Linked DNA regions of Gossypium hirsutum: regions 2 and 3 are each linked to region 1. A link is a contact called in public Hi-C data. All regions are on one chromosome and are shown on one strand. Each heading gives the region's core, a stretch centred on a gene start, on an enhancer-like site or on the middle of the called end of the contact. The rest is flanking DNA. Distances are from core to core; before and after follow the strand shown. Region 1 has its middle 23 kb from the start of LOC107921438. Region 2 holds the start of LOC107932580 (protein EARLY-RESPONSIVE TO DEHYDRATION 7, chloroplastic). Region 3 has its middle 4.8 kb from the start of LOC121210844.

Region 1 (3,250 bases), core at 639-3,138:
TGAATATATTCTAATTTTTTTATGATTTTACTAAACCGTCTTAAGTTTTTTTAATTATTTATATATTGTAGAATATTGACCCCAAGTTGGAGTTTGGGTTTCTCTGGGTGGTTGACTTGGTTCGATATTTGGGAATGCCAGTTTTTAATCGACGAGTTTCAACTGAAACCTTTCATTTTATAGTTGATAAGATTCGTAGAAAGCTGACTGGCTGGAATGATAAGCGGTAATCCATGGTAGGAAGAATCACCTTGACCGAATAGGTTTTACATGCTATACCCAATTATTTCATGAATACAGCTTAAATTCCTACGTCAGTTTGTAATGAAATTGAGAGACTAGTGCGGCATTTTATTTGGGCTCAGGAATTCTTTCGTGTAAGCCTGCGTTGGTGAGCTGGTATAGATGTTATGCGCCTCTTGAGACTGGAGGTTTGGGGATACAGCATATGGGTGACTAGACCAAGGTATCTTCGCTTAAGCTAGGCTTTGGCATTGTTACTAATATTAATGTTCTGTTGGTTCAGGTTTTACGGGCTAAGAATAATGTCCAAGGAATTTGCCCATTGTCGATCGCGAGGAGCAGTTGTTAGTATGTTTGGTGATCAATTTCACACAATTTTTTTTTTTTGGGGGGGGGGTATTACGGGCATTAAGTGGTCGATAGGTAATGGACGTTTGCTCAACTTGTGGAATGATTCGTGGCTTGACGATGTTGGCCCGCTGAAGCAGTTCTATACTGTGGTGCTCCTTTAGAAGACAGCACTCTGGTTCGGCACCCGGTTACCTGTGAAGGTGAGTGGTCGTGGGAAACGCTTGAACAAGTGCTCACTCATCATATCGCCGCTCGGATAGTTGGTGTTTTTCTACCCTCTTATAGTGCTTCGAAAGATAGGTTAATGTGAATGTGGTCCTCCGATCCGCTTCTGCAACTTTTAAATAGATTACAGTGTTTAAATGTCTTGATGGTAGTGCGGATTGGTCCTTGGTCTGGCAAAATGATGCGCCACATATCCCCTTGCAGCTCCTCTCTTAGTTGCACCTCCAGCTCCTCTCTTAACAGGTTACACTACAAGGGCCTCATTCCTTCCGGTAAGGTCTCCTAAGGCCTCCTTCATAGCCCCTTGCAGCTCCTCTCTTAACTACACCTTCATCTCCTCCTAGGACTTCGCTATGTCGGACTTTAACTCATCAAGGGAATCCTTAATGTCCTCCAGTCAAGTTGGGACATCACTCACTACGGACTCAACATCGATCATTCAGGTCTCCATGATCGCCACAAAGTCCTTTGAGCTCCCTCATGAGCCTCCTTTCTTGCTCTTCATTGTCACTCGAGTCTCCACCACCCTTTCCCCTTGCTTGCTCCTCTTATCTGATTTGTAGTCATCTCTCACTCACCACAAGAGCTAACTGCTAACTCTGATATCATTTGTCATAGGTCGAGACTCTAACTCTGCCAATATGCAACCTTAGGCACTAGTCTTTCACCAACAATGCCTAAGTCAACCTTCGATCCTTGCTTCGGAGAGTCCCTTAACAAAGCTCTAGGCCTAGAGAAGCACACCCACATCAAATGAGAACAAAAGGGAGTTGGGATAATCTGGAATTGTTATTACTCAATAAGTTAACTTATGTTATAAATGGAGGGGTGCCTTCCTTTATATATGCCAAACCCCTTTGATCCAACGGTCACGATCAAATACAATAGATAATCAAGAACTTATTTTTAGAATATTTTATACAACTCTTTCAAAAGGTTCTACTTTATTCCACAAGGTTTGGATCTCTTCCTTGGGCTTCCGGATTTTTGGTACCCCAGACCCATTCTTCTCACATGTGCACTTTTTTGGGCCTGTTGCAGCTAAGGGGGCCTCCCTAGGCCCTTGTTGGCCACCATTCGCACCTTAGGGCCTCCACCTGTACTTAGGGTGGCTTGCTCCACACCTTTGGGTGACCGTGACACCAGCCTATGCTGCTTCTAAATCAGTACTTTGTTGAGTCTATATGGTGCTTATGTATGATCATAATCTATTCGGCTGAAAACATTGTCTAATGCCAACCAATCTTTAGCTGATTTAATCAATCTTGGACCGAAGCATTGTGCAAATAAATCTATTCTGCTATGATTCCTAGACTAGTAAATACCTAACTCCTAGATTGGTACATGGTTAAATTGATTGAAGTTGTTGGTTGGCGTCATCTATTTTTCTCTCATGATGTTATCTTCAATTAAGCTATCATTGATTTATTATCATTCTATTTCCTTTGAACTTCATCTTTTTTCGTGTGATTTTTCTTACAAGTTTGGCCAATCTTTTGTCTGATGCATGGTAGACAGGATGAGGATGCAATGGTTTCTTTAGTGATTATGCAGAATAACGTAAGGAACGTTTTGAACTTGTTGGCCCTACCTATTCTAATTGTAATAGTGGCACAGGTCTCTGGGGCTGCTGCCGTGGTGATCCAGTTATTCGCAGCTACTTTTATGAGGTACCTAAGCTAAGGTTACTTGGTCTCTCTAGAACAAAACATGCATTATTCTCTAATCAAATAGTCGACCTTGGTCTGATCGTCTCACTAGCTTTCTCTAACATGATATCCCCTCTTACAGATCGAAACATATTGGTAATATCCGTAGACGATGAAAATTCAAGAGTTGGAAGAAAATAATAAGCACATGGATCTACAGTCCCATGACATGTATGTTACAGACACTTTATTTTGACGCCCGTAGGAACAAAAACTTTTAAAACAAGGATCCGAATCAAGTGCCCCATGGATAATGCATACCAGAAATAAATGATAAGAATATTTGAGGTCAGGTAAGGTGAGTTTGTGTCGAGGAGAGAGGAGGGGGATTTGGATGTCTGAAACTGACCTTCCGCTAAGGTTAAAGCAGTCCCACATGCAGCCAAAAGATTTAAGAGGTAGGTTGGTAGGTAGGTAATGTCATCTTCAGCTTCTCCATCTATCTATTTAGGACAGCTCTCTTTTTTTTCCTCCACCCAAGCACATGACATCCAGGTGCTGCTGCGCTGGCTTGCTTGTCAGCCCACTCCAATTATTGCAACCTTAACCCACATTTAGGATCGCAAGTAACCAATCATGTAATTATAAAATCCCAATCTTTATAACTACAAAAATGAAACTTTAATCTGATAAATAAGAATAAATATAGATGCTGAAGTTTCATACTTGACATTTGTTAAATTTGAGCTTTTAATGATGAGTGCGTGAATGAATTAAGGATG
Region 2 (2,925 bases), core at 206-2,705, 140 kb after region 1:
AAAATTTCTTACCAACTTTGGAGTTAACAATTGAACCTGTGAAGAATCCAGACACTTTAACCACACCTGAAAGAATTCCAGTGGCCACTTTCTCTGACATCTTTGTTAACTTCTTAACCCTGAAACCAGAATCAAATCACCTCATGATTCCAAAATCATTTTTAACAAAGGAATATGCTGAAATTTGTCCTATGGAATTGTACTGAAGGCAACAGAAGTTTAACATAAAGCTACCATAATGCTTAATAATAATAGCCTCTGTTTCACAAGCACTTAAGCTTTCCAAGTACAGTCTCAAATGTTAAGCAGCTCCAAATTCATCATAAAAAGGGACTTATGTTATGATCAAGAAACAAACCTTTTCATCCTTCTCAAGGCCTCTGGAGAGATCTCAGAGGTTGAACCTGACTTTATCCTCTTACTCAAGAAATCATTGCCCCATTTCAACCTATCAACAGTGACATCGCCGCACCACAAAATCCCCTTCACAACGTACCCTGACCCCGATGCTATTGCCTTTGCTATAGACCCGTTATAGTCTTCAACATTGGGCGCCAGAGTCGTCCAATACGCCATTGCACTTCCCACGATTAAGTCCCTTTTTTCCTTTCTATTCAACTCTTCGGGCGCCACATTTCTCGCATCCACAAGATTCCAGTTCTCTATCCCTTTCACTTGTTGCACCGAAAAGCAACTGTAAGTTTCCAAGATTCTATCAAGTTCCTTCAACAAACCCTCTTGCCCTTTTGCAGCTATTGTCAGACCATAGTTCAAAACATCCTCGGTTTGATTAGAATCTTTTCCGTCTTCAAACGACCCATTCGATGGCACTCTAAGAGTAAAGAAATAGTGGGAAGCATCAAGTTTCACAACAGGCTCATCTTTAGCCAAAGGCCATTGAATATCGTCACCAAGGCGAGCAAAAACAGCAACAACGTTGTCGCCTTGAAGGAGACTAACAATACAGAGGTCACCACAAGCAAGCTCAACGCTTGTTTCTCGCTCAATAAGGTGAACAATGGCACCAGGAACCTTGAGGAGGAGTTGTTCAGCAGAATCTTGGTGGGTGTGCAAGGCGGTGGCGTCGTCAGGGAAGAGGTTTTCGGCTAAATCTTTCATGTCCAAAGAAGGGTACAAAGAAGACGAGGAAGAAGGAGAAGAAGAAGTGGCGTCTGGGTTTGAAAGATCGACCTGTGGGTAAAGAGAGGACGGATGTTCTGGAGGAGAAGAATACATGATCTTAGCTTTGCTCAGGTCTGGCCTTCTAGGTTCGGTGGTTGATTAGTTAGCTTGCAATTGGTTTTGGGTTAGGCGGATGAGTGCATTTAAGGTGGGACAAGCCTAGGATAGAAGAAATAAAACTATACAAAGACGTGTCGGTTGGGTCTTGGGAAAGGCGAGTTGCACATGGCATTCATAGGAGAAACCGCGTCATAACAGTGGCAGATAGCCGTCTTTCTTTATGGATGATGGATATCTTATGGCTATTTATTAGCATCCGACAAGCTGCTGCTCTCTCTTACTTTGGAGTATGTAAAATTAAAACATTATTTTATTAAATATCTTCTTTCTTTTTTTTTAATATTTTTACAAAATTGTAAGGGTGAGTTTGGATAGGCGATGCGTTTATCTGTAGTTAGTGTAAAAATAGCGATGGCGGTGAAATTAGATACTGTAGCGATACTGTAGCGTGAGATAAAAAGTAAGCTAAATGCACCGCACCGCACCTAATCGCCTATTCAAACTCACCCTAAGTCTCACCATGGAGACCCCGATAGTTAGAAGAAATTAGTCGTGAATATTTGATTGAGTCAAGTAAAATTTTTTTAAGTTAGTCGAGTTGATAAATTCTATTTTAACAATCAAGTTTAATTTAATTTGTTTCGAATCGAATCGAGTCAAAAAATCTTAAGTTAAATCGAGTCGAGTTAACGAATTATATTGTTTATACTTAGGGTCCTTTTGTTTACATGTAAAAGGTTTTATAAAAAATGTTTTTTGAAAAATGACTTACACTTTTAAAAAGCGTAAGTTATTTTTCAGAAAAGAGCTTATCTATAAATAATTTTATTTTTATATAAAAATTAATCTATAAATAATTTTATTTTTATATAAAAATTAATTTAAATCAAGTTTAATATTATTATATTGATAATAAATTTTATTTTTTATTTTTAAAAATATTTAAAATATTATATTTTTTAATATTATTAAACATACATATTTAATTATTTATATTTAGTCATATAATAAATTATTAATATAATAAATATAATTTATTATTTTAAAAATTATTTAATATTTCAATCTTATTTTGATAATAAATTTTAAAAATAATAATTTTAGATAATATTATTCACATATTATTGAAAATATTTAATATTAATATTTTAATAATAAATATTTATTATAATTATAAATATATTAATAATAAATGTTTTATATTATAAAGGTTAAAATATGTCATAAGCCTATGTACACTTCTCAGATTTGTAATTTAGTCTATGTACTTTTATTTTCAAGAATTTAGTCCATTTACTTTTTAAATTTGAAAATCAAGTCCAATTGTTAACATCGTTAAATTTTTTTATCAATTTTGTTGATGTCACATCTTTAAATTCAAATACTCACTTAGTAGTCATGTAATTAAAAAATGACGTTGTAATGAATCTAAATTTAACATAATATTTTTAATATATGCAAAAATAATGTAAAATATAAAATTATAGATAAAAATAAATTCAATTAAACAATGAAAAAAAATCTCAAATGTATGTTTGTTTGATTGAAAACAACGAAATATTTTTAAGAAATCTACCAAACAATAAAAAATATTTTACACAGATTCATCCAAACACCAGAAAATATTAATTTTTCCAGAAAAATAAATCATTTTCCAGAAATCATTTTCTAGAAGTCATTTTC
Region 3 (3,277 bases), core at 710-3,209, 160 kb after region 1:
TTAGATTTATTGAAGAATTTAAGCTCATCATTGAACATCACAAGTAAAAGTTTTACTCGTCATAGTCGAAACAGTCATTATCAGTTACGTGGAAAAAGAAAATTCACTAAAATGAACATGCTTACTAAATATAAACAAAATGTTTACTAAATAGAAAATGCACCTTAAATGCTTAATACACCCCCAAACCTAAATGGTGCATTGTCTTCAATGCATGTATAGGCATGAAACATGAACACAAGAAGATATATAAGTAAAACAAATGTTATGGCAAAAAAAAAAAAAAAATTGGAACGCATGATGCAAGAAAATGAAGAAAACTTCCCTGGCTTGGAGCTTGTATGGTTATTTCATTCTTTTCTGCAGGTGGATTTGCGTGCACTGTGCTTGTAACACATTTTCCTTTTCAATGATTGGAGTGACACATCTTCTTGTTCATCATCAGATTTGATGATTTCATCAATAATTTTCTTCTTCCTTACAATTAGTCACAATACTGACTAATTTCATTTTCTCTGTTTCTGCCTCTGGTTCTTTGTTTTCTTTCTCTGCAGTAGCAACGTCTTGGGAACAGGGTTTGTTTCAATTGGCTGGACTTTACCAACCCCTTCTACTACAATTTTCTGCAATTCCTTAAGGAAGTCGGGAAAAGCAGGCATTGACTTAGTGAAATTCTTTTGAAGGGACCTTTTCAGAGTAGTTTCCCTCCTCTCCACATAGGCCTAGTACAGAGCCAACTTGTCCCATACTTTTGCCAAATCCGCAGTAAGCTGAAGTTGCTGAGTCTTGAAAAGATTAGTTTGCTTTTGTAACTTCGCCAATGAACTGAGCACTTATTGCTCAAAGAAACTGTTAGAAGTGGATGTGGTTGCAGTGGCAAATATTAGCGTAAAGGATGTTGAGGCTGAACTAAGAGGTTATTTTCGTGGCAAATCCTCCCCAAAAATCTTTGCAATAATCAACCTTATAATGGCCCCTTTATTTGGGACGACATCATCATTAGCTTGGACTGAGACATTAACACGCTGGCAAAGCGCGGTGATTAAATAAGGAAAGTTCACATTCCTGATATTCTTTTGTGCACATTAGTGTACTTTGTTGAATATAATCTTACCCATATTAATTTTCCTACTCTGTATGATAGAATGGAGCAGCAACATCCGCTCCTTAGAAACTGTTGAGTTATGGGTCGAAATGAGTAGGTGCGCCTTAAAGAAGTGATACCACACCCTGCACTTGGGCTTCAAAGATGCCCTTTCCACGGGGTAATAATCTTTCCTTAACACCGTCCATTTAGTTCCTGTCACACATAAGTCTTAAAGAACCTAAGTTAACCTATCAACAATGATGGTTACAACAAACTCGGTATGCTCGCATTGGATATCAGAAAGACCATACCGAGCATTTATCGTGTCCACATCAAATAAGACCAAAACTCCTTGCACATATATAAAAACAACATTTGAGGAAGTAAGGTGAGCATAGAACTCACAAACAATCTTGGTCAGCATATCCTTCGAATGCAAACAAAAAATTTTCCATCCATGTTGCTTAATGATAAAAGAAATGGAAGCATTGTATCCCATGAAAGGCTCTATTTAAAAAGAAAGCCTTCTTCCAAACAAAAAAGTCGCTTGAAGATGTTGTTCTGGTATCGCTTTTCTACCGCAGTGTTAAAGAAAGTGCGAGGTGGCATAGTAGATGATTGAAGGATAGATCGTCTAGCCATTATGGAAAGTTAAGGTAAAAGTTTGTGTAGAAAAGGAAGGAAAAAAATCTACAGTGTTTGAAGAAAGCACAAATAAACATGGAGAGAAATAAAATTTAAGGTAACTGTAAAAGAATTGAAGAGGTTAGGTAAAATAAAATGACGGCAAAGGAAGGAGTAAATAGGGTATGACGTGAGTGATGGGAGGCCGATAATTATGGCCTATCTTTAATGTGATGGAAATTTGGAGGGAAAGTGAAAAAGTTATGGGCCCACATATTTGGGAAACAAAATCGCAATGGGCCAATGGGTATCATATGACCCAACCTCACAATTGTTGTTATGAGATAGCGTTGATGGTTCAGGAAAATTAGATGTGCAGAGTAAGTTTTGTAGCATGGAGGAGGGAAAACAAAGAGATTTTTGGGGGGAATTGTGAAGTGACCTAACCCTAGAACATGACCCCTATACTTGTGGATATTACCTTTCATATATTTTATGTAAGATTTTTACTCTGTACGTTGGTACATTCGGAGGCGGTCACCCTCCCACTAATAATAAAACTTATATCTTGCACGTCGATAGTTCATTGAAGAATGATTTCAGAGTCGGTATATTGCTGACTAATCCTGAAGGTAATGGATGGTAGTATGGTTTCTTGTTTGCCTTTTCCATTTTTAATGGCGCTACGAAATATTGAGCACTCATTGTCAGGTTAGAATTGGCTCAAAAATTAAGGGTCAAGAAGCTTTATGTTTACATTAATTCCTAGTGAGTAACCAAACAGATCCATGGAGAGTACGAGGTTAAAGAGCCCACCTTATCCAAATATTACTCCTTAGTAATGAGCTTACTGAAGAAGAATCTGGAGATTCAAGTTGATAGGATATCCCATGCTGAGAATACTCGAGTTGACTTCCTATCTAGATTAGTTTCCATTGTTGAGATTGTGCAGTGGACAAAATGTTACTTAAGCACAATGAACGCCCTAGTTGAGACGATGGGCCAGGTTTTTAGTATTGAATCTGAAGATACCTAGATGACTCCCCTAGTTATCTTCTTAATCTTGTGATAACACTTCTTCCGATCCTAAAGAGCGTAATAGGCTTCATTGCTTGGCCTCTCGTTATTTACTCATTGATGGGGTCTTGTATAAGAAAGGATATCTACAACTAGTTTTGAGATGTTTGGGTCCTTCTAAAGCTGAGTATGCGATGTGAGAATTGTGAGAAGGAATAGGTGAGAACCATCCGGGTACCAAAGCCATTGCTCGAAAGATCTTCCAACAGGTATACTATTGGCACACCCATTAAAAAGATGTGTCATCCTTCATGCTGAAATGTGAGCCTTGTTAGAAGTCCTCTCGCTTATTCCCCAAATGGTAGTCAAACCCTTGCAAAGCATTTCTAGTTCTTGACCTTTCTCAACTTGGGGATTGAATATTATTGGGCTCTTCCTACCAACCATGGTGAAAAAAAAAAAATCATCATTGCGACAATTGAGTACTTCACCAAATAGATGAAAGCGAAAGCTTTGGCCACCATCATATATAAATAAATGGAGAACTTC

What was found. Hi-C and Micro-C count contacts between places; a contact is called where the count stands out from the background.
Region 2: a Hi-C map of leaf shows a contact between it and region 1, with 1.8 times the contacts expected there. The contact joins the promoter of LOC107932580 here to the enhancer-like site in region 1.
Region 3: a contact with region 1 is called in a Hi-C map of leaf, with 2.3 times the contacts expected there. The contact joins two enhancer-like sites. A contact is called at or near these places in 7 of 34 Hi-C or Micro-C datasets (callus, hypocotyl and leaf).

Annotation. Positions count from the first base shown.
Region 1 is chrA12:6,707,088-6,710,337 of Gossypium_hirsutum_v2.1, forward strand. No RefSeq gene overlaps it. Among protein-coding and RNA genes, the nearest start is that of LOC107921438, 23 kb to the left of the region's middle. Within about 2 kb of position 1,889, at least 5 of the 9 cell types and tissues checked have an H3K27ac peak or open chromatin away from gene starts, as enhancers often do. A contact at or near this core is called in leaf, where this site is marked.
Region 2 is chrA12:6,852,112-6,855,036 of Gossypium_hirsutum_v2.1, forward strand. LOC107932580 (protein EARLY-RESPONSIVE TO DEHYDRATION 7, chloroplastic) reads right to left here and starts at 1,456. Exons shown (of 5, transcript XR_005906064.1): 1 at 359-1,456; 2 at 1-119.
Region 3 is chrA12:6,867,957-6,871,233 of Gossypium_hirsutum_v2.1, forward strand. No RefSeq gene overlaps it. Among protein-coding and RNA genes, the nearest start is that of LOC121210844, 4.8 kb to the left of the region's middle. Within about 2 kb of position 1,960, at least 4 of the 9 cell types and tissues checked have an H3K27ac peak or open chromatin away from gene starts, as enhancers often do. A contact at or near this core is called in leaf, where this site is marked.